3 separate regions of the Zea mays genome follow, and regions 2 and 3 are each linked to region 1. The links are chromatin contacts, called in public Hi-C maps. All regions are on one chromosome and are shown on one strand. The core of a region is the stretch at or near the end of the contact, and the rest is flanking DNA. Distances in the headings are between cores, read along the strand shown.

Region 1 (3,066 bases), core at 255-2,754:
CCAGTGGCGACATCACCAGTAAAACAAGCACCTAGAACAACACATCAGCACTCTCTCTAATCCTGTCCGCCCGCCCGCCGGGGCTACTCGTAGCCGGCGGCGCTGTGGAGATCCGTCATGGAGAAGGACCTCGGGGACCGAAACGACCCGTTCCGCGCCATCTGGCCGGCGGCGGCGACGTGCACGCTCAGCCGCGGGGACGGGAACGTGGGCGGCCTCCTCCTGCCCCTGAGCCCGCCGCCGTCACCATGCTCCTCATCCTCCTCGTCCTCCTCCTCGTCGTCCGCGCCCTCCTCGTCGTCCTCCTCCACCACGGCGTGGTCCGGGGCCAGCAGCGGCGGCAGGTACGCGGCGGCCAGCGCGCTGCACGACGCCCGCCGCCGCGACCACGCCTGCAGCACGCGCCGCCGCTTGTTGAACGGGTTCTCCGGCTTGGCGATCTCCCTGGCGGCCGCCGCCGCCGCGGCCTCCGCCAGGCTCGTGAACGACTTGGACTTGCCCGCGTAGAAGCTGGACAGGCCCCGCCTGCGGTGGAAGAGATTCTCTGTCACTATGCAATGATGAACAGGAAACGGCACGCATGCAAACTTTTGACCACATGAACATGGGCGTTGGATTCGGTGGTGCCGTGGGCGGCACAATTTCTCTCCTCTGCTGGTACTACTAGTACCTCGGATGGGGAAAAAGAACGGTGTTCTCTTCTGAGCAACTCTTGGAGTTCATTATTGGCTAGAGTACTCTAGTGGGATGGGATCTAAACCAGCAGTGTTCTATAATCTCGACATAAAGAAGATCATTTTTTTGCAGCAAAAAAAAATCGGATTTTTTATCCAAAGAACATGTCATCTCCAGCAGTGGTTTTGCATGAGCAATTTCTACTGAAATAGAAGCAACAAAACCACAGGAGAAGAAGAAGCAGGGGGGATTAGCAGCTTACTTGGAGGGCAGGGCATCATCCAAGGATTCGAGCGTGGCCAGCCCCATCATGCCAAGCCCCTGCGCCTTACTCTCAACCTCATCCTCCTCCTCCTCTTCCTCCTTGTCGGACGCGGAGTTCTCCCCGATGGAGGAGGAGCTGTCGGACGACGCCGCCCCGATCGACGAGGCCTCCGACACCGCCTCCGCCTCCTCGTCTTCCTCGTCCTCATCCTCTCTCCTCGCCGCCGCCTCATCGCCATGCTCTTCCTCCTCCTCTTCTTGGACCAAGTACCCGTTGGCGCTCCGCATCATCCTGTCCGCCTCGTCCGGATCCGGCTTGCCGCTCCCCGACCGCCGGAATCCGCCGTGCGCCGGCCGCGCCACCGCCGTGGACATGCCCGCGACCCAACCAACCAACCAACCTAAGGACGAATCCGACGACCCGGCCGGCAGACGCAGAGCCTCCGCCGCGGCGTGCCTCGGACCGGTCGGCAGGCACGCAGGAGGAGTCGAGGAGAGCAGCGGAGCGAGCACGAGCAGGCAGGAAATCTCGGTGCGCGGGCAAGCGAGAGCGGCGAGGAAGGGAAAGGTGGGAGGGAGACAGGATAAGGAGCTGGACCCCTGCCCCGCAGTTGGAATTGTATAGTCGACGGGAGGGAGAGAGAGAGAGAGGTGCAGTGCATCTGGTGGGGTGGACGAGGTGGCCGGTCCCTGTCGGTCGCTGCCGCGTGGGCCCGCTAGCCCCCCGCGTCCCGCTCTGTGGGCTCGGCCCAGGAAGGAGGGAAAAGGAAAACCAGCAGCGGCAGCAGGCCGGCCTGTATTTTCCTTCCTATATATACGTATAGTAGTACGGTGCCTGTGCCACATGCTCGGCAAACGATGTACGTACAGTATACGCTCGTGGCGTGGCGTGGCTGGTCCGGTCCTCGTCTGTTCCGCGGAGGAGGATGAGGAACAGGCGGCGGCGGCACGCGCGCGCTGGAGCGATCGCTTTCAGGATTCTGCTAGGTCTGGCTACTTTGGGGCGAGACGGACGGACGAAGTGAGAGAGAGAGAGAGGCGCTCCCCGCGAGGTTTTGCCCGCCAGGACGGTGACGGCGGCGTTTTCACTTCATGCATGGATAATAAAAAGCCCTGGCTGATTTTCCTATATATCCGCAGCAGTACGAAAGTAAAATATTGATTAATGTTTGTTGTTCCTACATGATCCAGACACACTGAACGGATGATTACAAGATCTGCCGCCGCAAACCCGAACTGACTGTATTTATTTAGTAGCCGCTGATTTTGGCAGCCCCGACCTAGTCTAGCGCGCGGGATAAAATCAAATTTAAGGGTTAGTTTGGGAACACCGTATTTTTCAAGGGATTTCAATTTTTCCAAAAAAAATAAAACTAATTTTTTTGTTAAAATGAAAATCCCTTAGAAAAATGAGATTCCCAAATTAACACAAACAAAAAAAATTGTGAATGCCTTAACAACTAATGGAGATTTGCTAAGTCATTCCGTACTGGCAATATAATGACCCAGAAATTAACGAAGCAGCAGCGACGAAACAACCGTCTGACGCTTTTCTTTTCTTTTTCCTTTCCTTTCCGGCCGGCCGACTAGGACCGACAGACCTGCAGAGTGGACTTTGCCACTAGCTATCTAGCTAGGCAGCTAGCTTAACAAATCGTCATGTCCAAAGCATGCTTTGGCTGCGGACCTACTAGTATTCGTAGTAATAATCACACTAACTATGTGTACGGAGAATACTTGAGAAAAGCAACTAGGCGAGACCGACATGGACGGGTCAGATCTACCAGGCAGCCCGTGGCACAACATGATTTTAGCCCATCACAGACGCACGTCTTTATCCCAAATGCATTTGCAAATAAATTATAATATACATGATGTACTAGTTAGTGTTTGGATGGAGGGACAAGTAATAATGAAGAGAGATAGGATAGAATCATTCTAACTTGACCTACATTTGGTTTAGATGTCTAGAGTTAAGGTCAAAAAATATTTTTAAAAAATATTGAATGGTATCATCCTTCAAAAAATAAGAGACTGGATCAGCCCAGGATCAGTTGATCGTGTCCCATCCCTCGTTGACAACGAACAAAGTCATTTAGACAATCATGCAACGAGTTAAATTAAACC
Region 2 (3,066 bases), core at 344-2,843, 500 kb after region 1:
CCTCATCATACACTTTTCGGATACGAACTCCCATCGCGTTCAATAGATACATTAGACTCTTCTTAAGTAGATCAAACGACATAACATCTTTAGCAGCTAAGCATGTTTCCTGTGATAAGGTATTTAGTTACAAATTTTGAAAATTTGAAGTATGGGAAGTGCTGGTTGCTGAATCATAGAGGTAACAAAAGCTATGTACCTAAGCATTCTTATTTCTCTTTTTCCCCTTGACTATTTCTCCCCTGCTTTCAAGTTTATGGATTTTCTTCAGCCTATCCTAAAAAAAGAGAAAGATTTTCTCCCATTTTTCTTTAATGCTACCTAGCCTGATTGGTCTTCTTACATGGGTTAGAGTTTAGAGTGCTAGCTGCTTTTTAGTTCACTTGGCACATAGAATTAGCAGCTGTGGTTGTGATTCTGATTTCTATACCTGTTCTTCATGGTTCAACCATTGGGAGATGCAACCAGCATAGTTCCTTGTCATATGCCATAGTATCTTAGCTACTGCCTCTTTTAGTTCTTCATGCTCGCATCTTGCTTATTCATGCCAACTCCACAATGATTACGATGGTCAGTTTCTAGATATAGATTTAACAAAGGCATCCAATCCCACCTTCCACAAAAACAATTACATCCCACCAACCCAATCATTGCGCGTACAAGGTACAGGTGGGGAGAGACACCGTCATTACCTTGGGAGGTCGGGCTTGGAGGTCACTGCAGATACCACGCCGTCGTCGATGGTGTACGGCAACAACGGAGCTGGTGCAGTGGCAGTGCCACGGCTGGTGCAAATCGGAGGAAGGTGGGGTGAAGGCCACCCCGCGTGCGCGCCGAGCAGGGTGCGACCACCCACGACAGAGCAAGGATGGAGGCGTCGAGCACGGCGCGGGCAATCGGAGATCACGTGGCGAAGGCGGCGGGCAATCGGAGATTCAGACGTGGTGGCACTTGCTGGTGGACGACCACGAGTTTGGGTTGAGCGCTTCCTTCTTCTCCTCCGCCTCTTCCTGCGCCACGTACTCCACCTGCAGCACAACGGAAGAGAAGGGGTTGGTTACCTCGAATGGCGCGCATGCGAGGCTTGGGACGCGGAGCTCTAGGGATGCGACGGCTTAGGAGTTGGGAGATAGAGGAGACGCGGAGTGGGCGGGGCGTTTGTTGCGTGGAGGTTGCGATGCGTGCGGGAGGCGGTGTGTGCGAGGGTCGGCGGACGCGAACGTGAGTGCGGGTTAATTGAAAAAAAATCTGAGGGGGTTTTCGTAAATAAATGACGCACGACGACCGTTGAAACTGGTGCTTTAAGTATAGTAGAGATTACGTCTACATGTTTTTTCCCCGTATATTGATAGTCACAACTAAAAAAGTTAGGCACGTAAAAAATAAAATAAAATAAAATAAATGAAATTACGTTATCGGAGGAAGTACTGAACCCGTTAGGGTGCCGGCGGGAGGAGGGGGCTTAAAAGGGGCACCGCAGTGGCCAATGGCGCAGCCAGAAAAAGGCAGCCTCCTCCCCCAACCCAAGTCTCTCTCTCTCTCCCAAACCAAAAGAAGGCTTCCACTTCCAGCTGCAGCGGAGCATCGCCAGTTCAGAGTTCACCACCACGCCTTTGACCTCCAGCCCATAGCCCAATCCCGCAAGCATCCATCCACGCCCACCGCACCCGCTATAAAATCTCCCCCTCTGCTCCCGATTCGCCACCTAAAGGAGGCGCCTTTCCCCAAATCCACCACCACCGAGAAACAACCGCAGGAAATCCGCTCGGCCCTCGGCTCCGGTCACTCTGTTGCGGCCACGATGAAAGAGGGCAGACCCGGCGCCGGCGACTACATTGCCAGCCTGCTAAGCTCGTCGCCGAGGCTCGACTTCGGCGGGGAGGAGGAGGAGGACTGCCTGGACAGGTTCTGCGGCGACCCGGGGTTCGCGGCTCGCGCGGCGCGGCTGTCCAGCTTCAGCGGGCAGCGCTTCGCCGTCACCGCGGGCCTCTTCGGGCTGCCCCCGCCGCTGCCCGCCGCGAGCGGCGGCGGCGAGTTCGCCGGGTCCCGGGAGGCGTCGTCGGTGTCGGACCCGGCGTCGGCGATGAAGGACGCCAATGCCAAGAAGCGGAAGGCGCCCGCGGCGGCGGCGGCCAAGGGCAAAGGCAGGGAGCCATCTGCGCAGGTGCGTGTCGTGTCTGTTTCTGTCTCTATACTCCGCTGCTCGAATTGCTTTTGCCGCGGACCTCGCCTCCGTTCCCGCGTTTGGCGGCGCCACCGACATCGTCCTCGTGCCGTGTCCGTCCAGGCACAGGCAGGGGAGCCGAAGGGTCCGGACGCCAAGAGGTGCTGCAAGGCGGAGGGAGGCGAGGGGGAGGAGGGGAGCCCCGTGAAGCTGCCCAAGCCGGAGCAGGCCGGCAGCGACAGCTCCGTCGAGGACGGCGGCGCGCAGAACCAGAAGCCGCCGCCGCCGGTGAAGGGAAAGAATGCCAAGCCGGTGGAGCCTCCCAGGGACTACGTCCATGTCCGGGCCAGGAGAGGGCAGGCTACCGACAGCCACAGCCTCGCAGAGAGGGTACGGTAGCTCTGATCGCACTCGCTGACGTGCTCTGCTGCTCCTCCCACCCACCCAGCCAGTCAAACTCCATCTCGGTGTCTCGCTGAACCGTCTCGTGTATTGTAACAGGTGAGAAGGGAGAGGATCAGCCAGAGGATGAAGGTCCTTCAGGACCTGGTGCCAGGATGCAACAAGGTAGGTAACCATCGCTGGTTCGGTTCCTGAACGACGAACAGGGGAGAGGGGAGACCAGGAACTCATCTCTTTTTTATTTCCCAAAATGCTGCTTGTTCAGGTGATCGGCAAGGCGCTGATGCTCGACGAGATCATAAACTACGTGCAGTCGCTGCAACGGCAGGTCGAGGTAAGCAGCACAGCCCGTTACACCCCCCCTTCAAACCATCCGCTGCAAACGGCATGGGGTTCATTCACCTTCACCGTTCGAAATTCTTACTGATTTCACTGTTTGTTTGTTTCTTGGTTTGTTTTGCCGGCCCCAGTTCCTCTCCATGAAGCTCGCAACCGTCAAC
Region 3 (3,066 bases), core at 214-2,713, 280 kb after region 1:
GTCTGATAATAGCATTGTGCGGAAGGGAACTCTACTGGTGTGTAATCAATGTTCAACTGTAAATTCTGAAACGAACTCTAAGGAATCGTCTGTTTATGGTCATTTTCAGACATCCAGACCGCCAAATTTGCAGCAATCGTCCTCAACAGGAGAAAGTGTTAGGGGGCAATGAAGCTCCTGTTGGTGTGATGAATAAAATTGACAAGAGAACGTGCGAGTTTGTCGGAGTCTCACGCCCCGTTCCTCGTCGACGGCGGCCACGGGACGTGACAAATACATAGAACAAATAATTGCATGAATAGATGAGACACAGAAATAAATGCAGTTTGTGATGTATTTGATAAAAAAAGTTATATATTGTACAAGGGGAAGGCAGATGCACTCATGCAAGCAATAGACAACAATGATGGATAATAGAAGATGGTGTTGTGTGCAAGCACGGTCGGCAAAAAAACAGAAGATGGTGTTAGATGGGTTAAAAATCAGAAGGCATAAGCTTACAAAAACGTTATTGACCTTGGGTAAAAAAACAACAAGAACCAAGATAACATTTCAACCTGGCTCATTCTTGAAACAGTAGAATTAAAGAATTGAAAGTTACCGGTATCCCAACAGCCCATGATTTAGCTACGGTGATAATCACGCTTCCGACGCCATTGCGCCCTTTGGCATCATCGCCAAATCCGCCAAGAAGATAGGCGCTCAGCAACCACCCTGTAGAAGACCCAAATCCATGAGCAAACCATCTATTCGCGCGTCAGATGAGCAACAACCCTAAAAAGGCTCTATTTCCGATTCCCTAACCAGCAATGAAGGGGTCGGCCGTCTTGAACGTCTCGGCGTCGAGGACGGGCAGGCCATGGCTGAACCTTCCAATCGCAGAGAACAGCAGAAGGCAGAACACGTCCCCGCTGGCCAGAGGACCCAGCTTCCTGCGAACGAACGCGGTCGAAGCAATGAGACCACGGGAATGGGAAGGGCGCGTGTGACAGGTCACAGGATAAGGTTCGTACGTGTAGGAGACGAGCTTGGACTCGGCGGTCGCATCCCCGTAGGAGACGAGCTTGGACTCGGCGGCGGCTGCGGCGACGCGGACGAGGACCGGGTCCTCGGTGGAGGAGGCGGAGGGGCCCTCACCCGCGGCGGCTGGGGTCGGCGCCAACGCCGGAGAGCGCTAGGCGGCGACGCAGGAGGCGAGGGTTGGCGAAGAGCGGGTAGGGTTTGGTGGTGGACGGCCCCAGCGGCTTCGACGGCAGCCGCCGCGCGGAGAGGGAGGTGGGGAGGGGGGCTGGGAGGGAGGGAGGGACGGCCCCGGCGGCTTCGACGACAGCCGCCGCGTGGAGAGGGAGGTGGGGAGGGGGGCTGGGAGGGAGGGAGGGATTTGCACCTGGATTCCGGAGACCAAGTCGAGGGAGGAGCACAAGCTAAATCGCGAAAAGACAGAGGATCTTTATGCAAAACTGCAACCGCGAAACGCGGGGAGAGCTCCAAACGGCTTCAGGTTTTAATAACTCTGATTACATTGGTTGTCACGGCAGAGCCAGCCGGCGGCCGCGGACCTTGATTTGCCTGGCCTGCCTCTGCCGTGGTCCCGGTCCACGAGGCATCCACCCATATAAACCCACACGCCACAGTCCACGCTCTCATGGTTGCCTTCCCTGCACGGCCCCTCCCCTGCCCCTTCCGCTCCCGCAACGGGTGTGCCTCCGTTCCGGCCCCGCCCGACCTTCTCTCACCTCTCCAGCGCTCGCCTCCCGATCCTCCTGCAGTCCCACCTCCTTCGCCGCCTTCTCATCGCTTCCAAAATCGCAAAGCCGGATCGCGGGGACATGGACCCGGACGACGAGTCCGCGGCGCAGCGGAAAGCCGCCGACTTGCACCTGCCGCGCGTCACGGAGCCTGCCTCCGCGCCCGCACGCACCTTCTGCGCCGCGCAGCGCGTGCTCAGCTACGGTGACGGCCCTGTCGCCTCCGCCTCGGCGCAGCGCTGCGCGTCGTTCCCGCAGCGCCACGGGCACGGGCACGGCCACGGCGAGGCGGCGCTCGCCCCTGCTGCGTCCTTCGCCGCCTGGGTCGACGGCGGCCCGACGCCGCCTTCGGCGGTGGCAGCGGCACTGGAGCGGGCCATGTCGCAGTACGACGGCGCGGGCGACGCGCTGCCGGAGTTCGTCGGCGCCGGCGGGGGCGAGGGCATCTTCCGCGTGCCGCTCCGCGCGGCGGTGCACCCGGCCCGCCCGCCGCCGCTCGAGGTGCGTCCCCACCCGCTGCGGGAGACGCAGGTGGGCGCCTTCCTGCGGACGCTGGTGTGCGACCCGCGGCGGCGGAAGCTGTGGGCCGGCGCCGAGTCCGGGGTCCGGGTGTGGTGCCTCGACGAGGTGTTCCGCGGGTGGTGGCCAGGCGCCGGGCCGCGGCGCCGCGGCGACGAGGAGGCCGCGCCCTTCAGGGACTCCGTGCCGGTCCCGCCCGCGCTCTGCGCCGCGGTCGACAGCGCCAACGGGCTGGTGTGGACGGGACACAGGGAGGGCAGGATCAGGGCGTGGCGCGTGGACCACGCCGCGCCCGCCGGAGGAGACCCCACCGGCAGCGCGGCCATGTTCAAGGAGGCCTTCGCGTGGCAGGCGTTCAGCCGCACGCCGGTGCTCGCCATCGTCGTCACGCCGTACGGTAACAATCGATCATCTCGTTATCTTGCGCTCTGCTGACTGGACTGCTTCTGGCAATGTCACTTTTTCGGTGCCAAGAAAGTGTGCTCGGTTTTGCTGGCTGATTTCACGTGACTGAAATGTGGTAGCTCAGCAATAAAGTTCTGGGACCTGAGTAGTCAGTATAGTTATTGACTCGTTGATGGCAAAAATTTCGAATCATAAATTAGAATATTATCATGCCGCCGTTAAATCTTAGCTATATACGTTGAGTATTTTATGTCCAAGCTTTGTTGTTTTGTATGAGGTGGGGACAACTACAAATAGAGTAAGAGTTCTAGCTTATTCTGGAACGGTTTCATTCCCTTGTCTTTCTTAGGTGAATACGCATGGATTTAGCGCGTTTGGCATCTTTCTAGCTGGA

The links. A called contact is a pair of places that touch in the nucleus more often than the background predicts.
Region 2: a contact with region 1 is called in a Hi-C map of endosperm, with 2.2 times the contacts expected there. The contact joins the promoter of LOC100193765 here to the promoter of LOC100283575 in region 1. A contact is called at or near these places in 4 of 25 Hi-C or Micro-C datasets (bundle sheath, ear, endosperm and 1 more).
Region 3: a contact with region 1 is called in a Hi-C map of ear, with 3 times the contacts expected there. The contact joins the promoter of LOC103642551 here to the promoter of LOC100283575 in region 1. A contact is called at or near these places in 9 of 25 Hi-C or Micro-C datasets (bundle sheath, ear, endosperm and 2 more) and 2 of 3 datasets of contacts at active chromatin or transcription factors (leaf and seedling).

What each region holds. Positions count from the first base shown.
Region 1 is chr1:195,819,877-195,822,942 of Zm-B73-REFERENCE-NAM-5.0, forward strand. It overlaps LOC100283575, which reads right to left and starts at 1,505. Exons shown (of 2, transcript NM_001371949.1): 1 at 938-1,505; 2 at 1-525. The coding sequence starts at 1,314. The coding sequence ends at 84.
Region 2 is chr1:196,318,619-196,321,684 of Zm-B73-REFERENCE-NAM-5.0, forward strand. LOC100193765 reads left to right here and starts at 1,594. Exons shown (of 8, transcript NM_001138851.1): 1 at 1,594-2,164; 2 at 2,288-2,554; 3 at 2,666-2,731; 4 at 2,832-2,900; 5 at 3,037-3,066. The coding sequence starts at 1,802. It overlaps LOC103642587 (a long non-coding RNA gene), which reads right to left and starts at 1,091. Exons shown (of 2, transcript XR_004855432.1): 1 at 1-1,091.
Region 3 is chr1:196,096,974-196,100,039 of Zm-B73-REFERENCE-NAM-5.0, forward strand. LOC103642551 (type II inositol polyphosphate 5-phosphatase 15) reads left to right here and starts at 1,464. Exons shown (of 11, transcript XM_035964208.1): 1 at 1,464-2,664. The coding sequence starts at 1,830. It also overlaps the pseudogene LOC118473123.